2 separate regions of the Oryctolagus cuniculus genome follow, and region 2 is linked to region 1. Evidence: chromatin contacts called from public Micro-C data. All regions are on one chromosome and are shown on one strand. Each heading gives the region's core, a stretch centred on a gene start, on an enhancer-like site or on the middle of the called end of the contact. The rest is flanking DNA. Distances are from core to core; before and after follow the strand shown. Region 1 holds the start of LIAS (lipoic acid synthetase). Region 2 holds the start of PDS5A (PDS5 cohesin associated factor A).

The links. A called contact is a pair of places that touch in the nucleus more often than the background predicts.
Region 2: a Micro-C map of ear pinna shows a contact between it and region 1, with 6 times the contacts expected there. The contact joins the promoter of PDS5A here to the promoter of LIAS in region 1. A contact is called at or near these places in 3 of 6 Hi-C or Micro-C datasets (ear pinna, psoas muscle and an unstated tissue).

What each region holds. Positions count from the first base shown.
Region 1 is chr2:33,343,066-33,345,866 of mOryCun1.1, reverse strand. It overlaps LIAS (lipoic acid synthetase), which reads right to left and starts at 1,460. Exons shown (of 11, transcript XM_002709274.5): 1 at 1,259-1,460. The coding sequence starts at 1,303. It overlaps RPL9 (ribosomal protein L9), which reads left to right and starts at 1,466. Exons shown (of 8, transcript XM_002709392.5): 1 at 1,466-1,539; 2 at 1,998-2,044; 3 at 2,148-2,263; 4 at 2,772-2,801. The coding sequence starts at 1,999.
Region 2 is chr2:33,763,622-33,766,422 of mOryCun1.1, reverse strand. It overlaps PDS5A (PDS5 cohesin associated factor A), which reads left to right and starts at 1,327. Exons shown (of 33, transcript XM_008275183.4): 1 at 1,327-1,524; 2 at 2,395-2,572. The coding sequence starts at 2,435.

The sequences.
Region 1 (2,801 bases), core at 211-2,710:
TCAAATTATTTAGGAGCTCCAACTGCCCAGGAGATCAGAATCCAAGATTCAAGATGACTCTACAGGGAACCAAACCTAAAGGAAACAGAAATTAACTTCTTTTTGGAATAACTTAAGAAACCTGTGCCTAATACGTCACATTTTTATGTACTTAACAGGTACTACAGGTGTGTCTTTTTTTAAGATTTTTTATCTATTTATTTGAGAGGTAGAGTTATAGACAGTGAGAGGGAGAGACAGAGAGAAAGGACTTCCATCCGCTGGTTCACTCCCCAGATGGCCTCAATGGCCAGAGCTGTGCCTGATCCAAAACCAGGAGCCAGGAGCTTCTTCCAGGTCTCCCACGCGGGCGCAGGGGCCCAAGGACTTGGGCCATCCTCCACTGCTTTCCCACGCCACAGCAGAGAGCTGAATCGGAAAAGCAGCAGCCGGGGGCATTTGTTGAGTATCGGAAACCATGGTAATTGGCTTCCAGATCTGACCCATTTTTGCACAGGATACCTAACACCCTACAAAGCACAGTGAATTCCACAGATAGCGCCCGTGGTACTGCACTAGTCCGTGCCTGCAGTTTTGGAGGGTAGTTTCCTCTGGGTTCCTAGCAGCTGGGGTGGCGTGTAACACACGGGATGATCCCAATATCAGCAGCTACTTGGGATGTTCCTTTGCAATGCTCCAATAGAGGGTGCAAACCACTCTAAGCAGAAAGAAGCTCTAGGTGCCAGCCCAGAGAGACCCTCAAACCAACCAATACCAGAGAATCTACCTCACAGGATAGTAGGGGGCATTAAAAAAGTTGACATGAAAAATGTTTCCAGTAGTCACGGGTGGGGGCCGGCATCGTGGCATAGCGAGTAAAGTCGCCGCCTGCTACGTTGGCATCCCAATGGGGCGCTCCTTGGAGTCCCCACTACACTACTTCCGCTCCAGCTCTCGGCCTTGGCCTGGGAAACCAGAAGAGGATGGTCCAACTTCTCCGGCCCCTGCACCCACGTGGGAGACCCGGAAGAAGCTCCTGGCTCCCGACAGGCGCAGCCGCTATTGCGGCAAATTAGGGAGTGAACCAGCATATGGAAGACCTCTCTCTGTGTCTCTCTGTCTCCCTCTGTCTCTCTGTAACTCTGCCTTTCAAATAAATAAAATGAATGTTAAAAAAAAAAAAAGTGATCGATCAACAAGCATTGGCCTTTATCATTGCGAGCTGAAGGGATGGGAGCCCCACACCCCGCACCCGCACCCTATTCGCCCCACCGCTCACCCGGGGCCCCAGGGTGCGGGCGGCGTCCCCGCAGCGTAGAGACATCCCCTTTTTAGCCTTAACAGGATGGGAGGATCACAAAAAACACAGAAAGGACAGGTCGACACTCCGTCGCTCGGCTTATGACGAAGCACTTGAGCCAGAGCAACATGAGCTGCTCCGCGATTGGCTGCTTTAGTTTTCGGTGGCGTCGCACATTCATGACGCAATACGCAGGGCCCTTACGCACTACAAGTACGTGATGACGAAAGACGCTCTCTCTTTGCCGCATCTACTGCGAGGTGAGGATGTTTCTGTATCCGATGGGCCCTGGGAATCTGAAACCATCGCCTCTAGGAAAGCCAGCGGCGCGGGTCCGAGCCTCGGAACTCGTATGCTGTTTGTCCCTCAGCGCGACGAGCGCAATATGGACCTGGAGGCGCCAGGATACCAGTCATATTGTAGGCTTTTAGGCCCCCCCCCCCCCACCCGTTCCTCACCCTTACTGGCATGGCGCCGCCCGGACGGAACTTCCAGGACTGGTCTGAGCGGGGAGTTCGCCCGCTGGGCCTCACAACACGCACTTTGTGACCGTTCTTTTCGGGCCTGGACGCTTTGGGGCCTGCTGTCAGGCTGGGTTTTCTTACGTTCTGGGGATTTATGCCGGGCAGTTCCGGTGGACGTGGAGCTGTCGTGCGTTGTGGTTCGGTGGCACTCGGGCCCTGCGCTTGCCTTCTTACCGCCCGTGTTTATGTTTCAGAATGAAGACCATTCTCAGCAATCAGACGGTCGACATCCCAGAAAATGGTATGAGATTTGAGTGTGTGTATTTTCCTCCTGCATTATTTGCTGTATGTGTCCCAAGCCTTTAATTCCGTGGCCTTAACGAATCAATACGTTCTCCGTGCAGTCGACATCAGTCTGAAGGGGCGCACAGTCATTGTGAAGGGGCCCAGAGGAACCCTGCGGAGGGACTTCAATCACATCAATGTGGAACTCAGTCTCCTGGGAAAGAAAAAGAAGAGGGTGAGTCCTGGGGCAGCGGGTGGCCGGGCGACGCTTGGGTCGCTTGTTTGGAAGGGAGTGGCTTCCAAAGGCACCAGGTTTGGAGGTTCAGTGTGTTAGCTTTAGAATGTGACATCTAGAAACATAGCTTAGAATTGCTTTAGTGAAATTGGAAAACCAGGTTGTGAAGACAGCGGATTTTTAAAGCTCAGTGGTGTTAGTGCTTAGAAATTAAGCCTAGTTTTATGATGGCTTTGTAAGAATCTGGGATTCGCGTTCCGAAAGTGAAGTTTGTGGTCACTTGGGGCTGTCATTCCTTTGTGAAATTGTGTTGTCACTTGGGGCTGTCATTCCTTTGTGAAATTGTGTACCTGTGTTGTATAGTAATGAAAACGCTTCACTGCCGGAGGTGTGTGTGTGATTGGGCTTTCCATTCCAGAAGCTAGGGTAATTCGGTGAATAAATGGACTGCCATTTTGGTCCTACTTGTTTCTGAAAAGACCGCTAAAATGCTTTTATCTGTTAACAGCTCCGGGTTGACAAATGGTGGGGAAATAGA
Region 2 (2,801 bases), core at 78-2,577, 420 kb before region 1:
TTACTCCCTCGTGTTACACCTGAAAAACAATGGCAATACCTCTAGCATTTCTAAGGTCAAGTTGAAGGCTTTGGAGGGGGGAGAAGAGCAAGGAAAGCCATCAAGAATCATTTAAATAAACAATCAACCATCATTTTAAACTCTGGCAGGGGTCAGCTTCAACACCTGAATTCTATTTCACGTAACTGTATTCTCTTTTCAACTTCCTCTTCTGAAATTGTGTGTGTGCTATTGAGGTTCCCTTGCTTCAATTATTTACCTTAAATTATTCACACGCTGCTGCACTGAGTTTTCCCTGGCGGTTGTTTTCCTTCAGATGAAAGAAAAAGTTCATCTTTGGTATGTTTAGAACACTTTAAAAATGAGTTCTCCCACACGCACCGGAACCACCTTGCTAACGTGTACAAATGCTTATTCCGGGGTTCCACTCAGAGCTCCTATTCTGTAGATTTTCCAGGTGGAGACACATGTTTTTCAGGCAGTGTCTCGAGTGATCCCGAGGCCTGGGGCCCAGAGGCCATACCTTGAGAACTAGTCGACTGCGCGCCATCTGGGTATTTTTGTGGGTTTCAAAATACTAAGTTTAGAAATCTAAGGTGGGGGGGGGGGTAGGAGGCGAAGTCGACTGGCTGTCGGAAGACGCAAAAATGAGCAGCCCACGTTGTCGGGTTGCAAAAACTTCCCCTCACTTTTGTAGTTCTGTCCCTGGGGAGGAAATACAGTTCATTTTCACCGAGTAATTAATCGTCTTTCCACCGGTTCCGTCCAGTCCCTCAGGGTGGTCCTCCCTCAAAGTCACGAAGTCATCGCCGCGGCGAAAGGCGCAGCTCCGTCCGCCCGGCGCACCCTCGCAGGGCCGTGGGGACGGGGGTTCGCTTCCCGCCACCCGAGCTCCTCCTCCGCTCGTCCTCCCTCAGGCGCCCCGCGCGGCGGGTCTTGGCGCCAACCGGATGGCGGCGCTGTCGGCCCCGCGCGCGGCCGCCTCAGGCCCGAGGGAGGCGGAGGCACGGCCGGCGGAGGAAGGGGAGGGAGCGAGGCGCGCGCACTGCTCTCGCGTGCTCTCGCGCCGCTCGCGTGACCGGCCGGTGTGTGCGCGAGGCGCCGGCTCCCTGGGGCACCGAGGGCCGGGCGCGCGCCGCTGCGTGGGGCGTCCGGGTCCGGGTCGGCGGCCCCGGCCCGCGCGAGGTGCGGGCGGGCTGGCCGTGGTGGTGGTGGTGGTGGGGGGCGTCCCGGGCGGACACCCGCGCCTACGCTCCCGGAGGAGCCGTCTCCGAGGCTGCTCTTCCTCGGCCAGACGGAGAGCGGCAGTGTCTCCCCGCCCAGTGCACACTCGCCCCGCGTCTCCCCCCGCGGCGGCTGCTCCTCCTCGGCACCGCCAGCCCCAGCGCCGCTCCGGGGCGGGCGGGCGGCGGCGGCGGCGGGACCCGCGGAGCCGCTTTGTGTGCAGCCCGACGAGGGGCGGCGGCGCAACCACCTGACAGAGGCCCGGGCTCTCGATGCACCTTCCGCCCGCATGAGGAGGAGGTAAAGGCGGCGGTGGCTCGGCTCCCGCCCTCGGCTGGTGGAGGGAGGGGACGGAAGGGGAGACCGGAGCGCGGGGGGTGGGGGGGTAGGTGCCGCGGGTCCGAGGCCCGGCACGGCTGCCGGGAGGTGCCGGTAAGGCCTTGGCGGGGCCGGGCGGCGCCGAGGGGCCGGGGGCGTAGGAAGCCTCCGGGGTCCATCAGCCGAAGTTGAAGGAACAAAATGTGAAGTGCGGAGCCTCTTCCTGGCGTGGGGTTGCGGGTGGAAGGCGGCTGTTTTCCCCTCCCGCAGGGGTGGGGGAGCGGGACCGAGGAGGGCCGGGAGCCGGTGGGGACTGCCAGGGGCCCAAGCTCGGCCGTGCAAGAGCGTTTTGTTCCCAGGAGCCGCGGCGGCGTGTGGGTCCGGTTGGGTCCCTAGTTTTGCGGCCTAAGCCGAGCCCTATAGGCCTCGCGTCTCCTTTCCCGGAGTGGACTGGTCAGGCGGGGACTGGGCGCTTCTGCCTAGCCGAGCCGGGGGCTTTGGGGTCTTCACCGGCCTCCGGAGGCAGCCAAACTTAGGGCCTAGGAGCTCCGGGGTGGATTTCATTGTGAAAGGCGGAATGGGAAACTCCTGGCGCTGCTCGGCTTCTCCCGCGGCCAAGGCGGCTGGTGCCCGGGAGCCCCGTGGGCCCGGGGCTGGCGGCGCCGGCGCGGGTAGGGGCGGCGGGCGGGCGGCGGGATCCCCGGGCCCGCTAAGGAGCCAGCGCTGGAGCCGCGGCCGCGTCTCTGGCCTCCGGGGGAGAAAGGGCCCTTTCCCGATTAGAGATTTTTGAAATGAAAAAAGAGGTTACAAAGTCGCCCCTTTCTCGCTGAACTTTGGTTTTCTGACCGATAGAGGCCGGTAGAGGACTGTGAAAGAAAAGTTGTCCCCCAGGATGGACTTCACCGCGCAGCCCAAGCCTGCCACTGCCCTCTGTGGCGTCGTGAGTGCCGATGGGAAGATCGCCTACCCTCCGGGGGTGAAGGAGATCACCGACAAGATCACCACCGACGAAATGATCAAGCGGCTGAAGGTAAGCCTTCCGACAGCTTGCAACGTCCGACGGCTGTAGTCGAAGGGGCTTCCTCCTCTGGCTGTGGCACTCTTAGTTTCACCTTCCAAGGTGTTTTAGATAGCCTGTCGTTTTCTCCCTTACCCGCTCTGAGAGGTATTGCTCTGTCTTGGCTTCATCTTTGAATGAGTTCCGTGGGGACAGCCATGCTGGGAAATTAAAAAGGAGTGTGATTTTTTTTTTTAAAGCC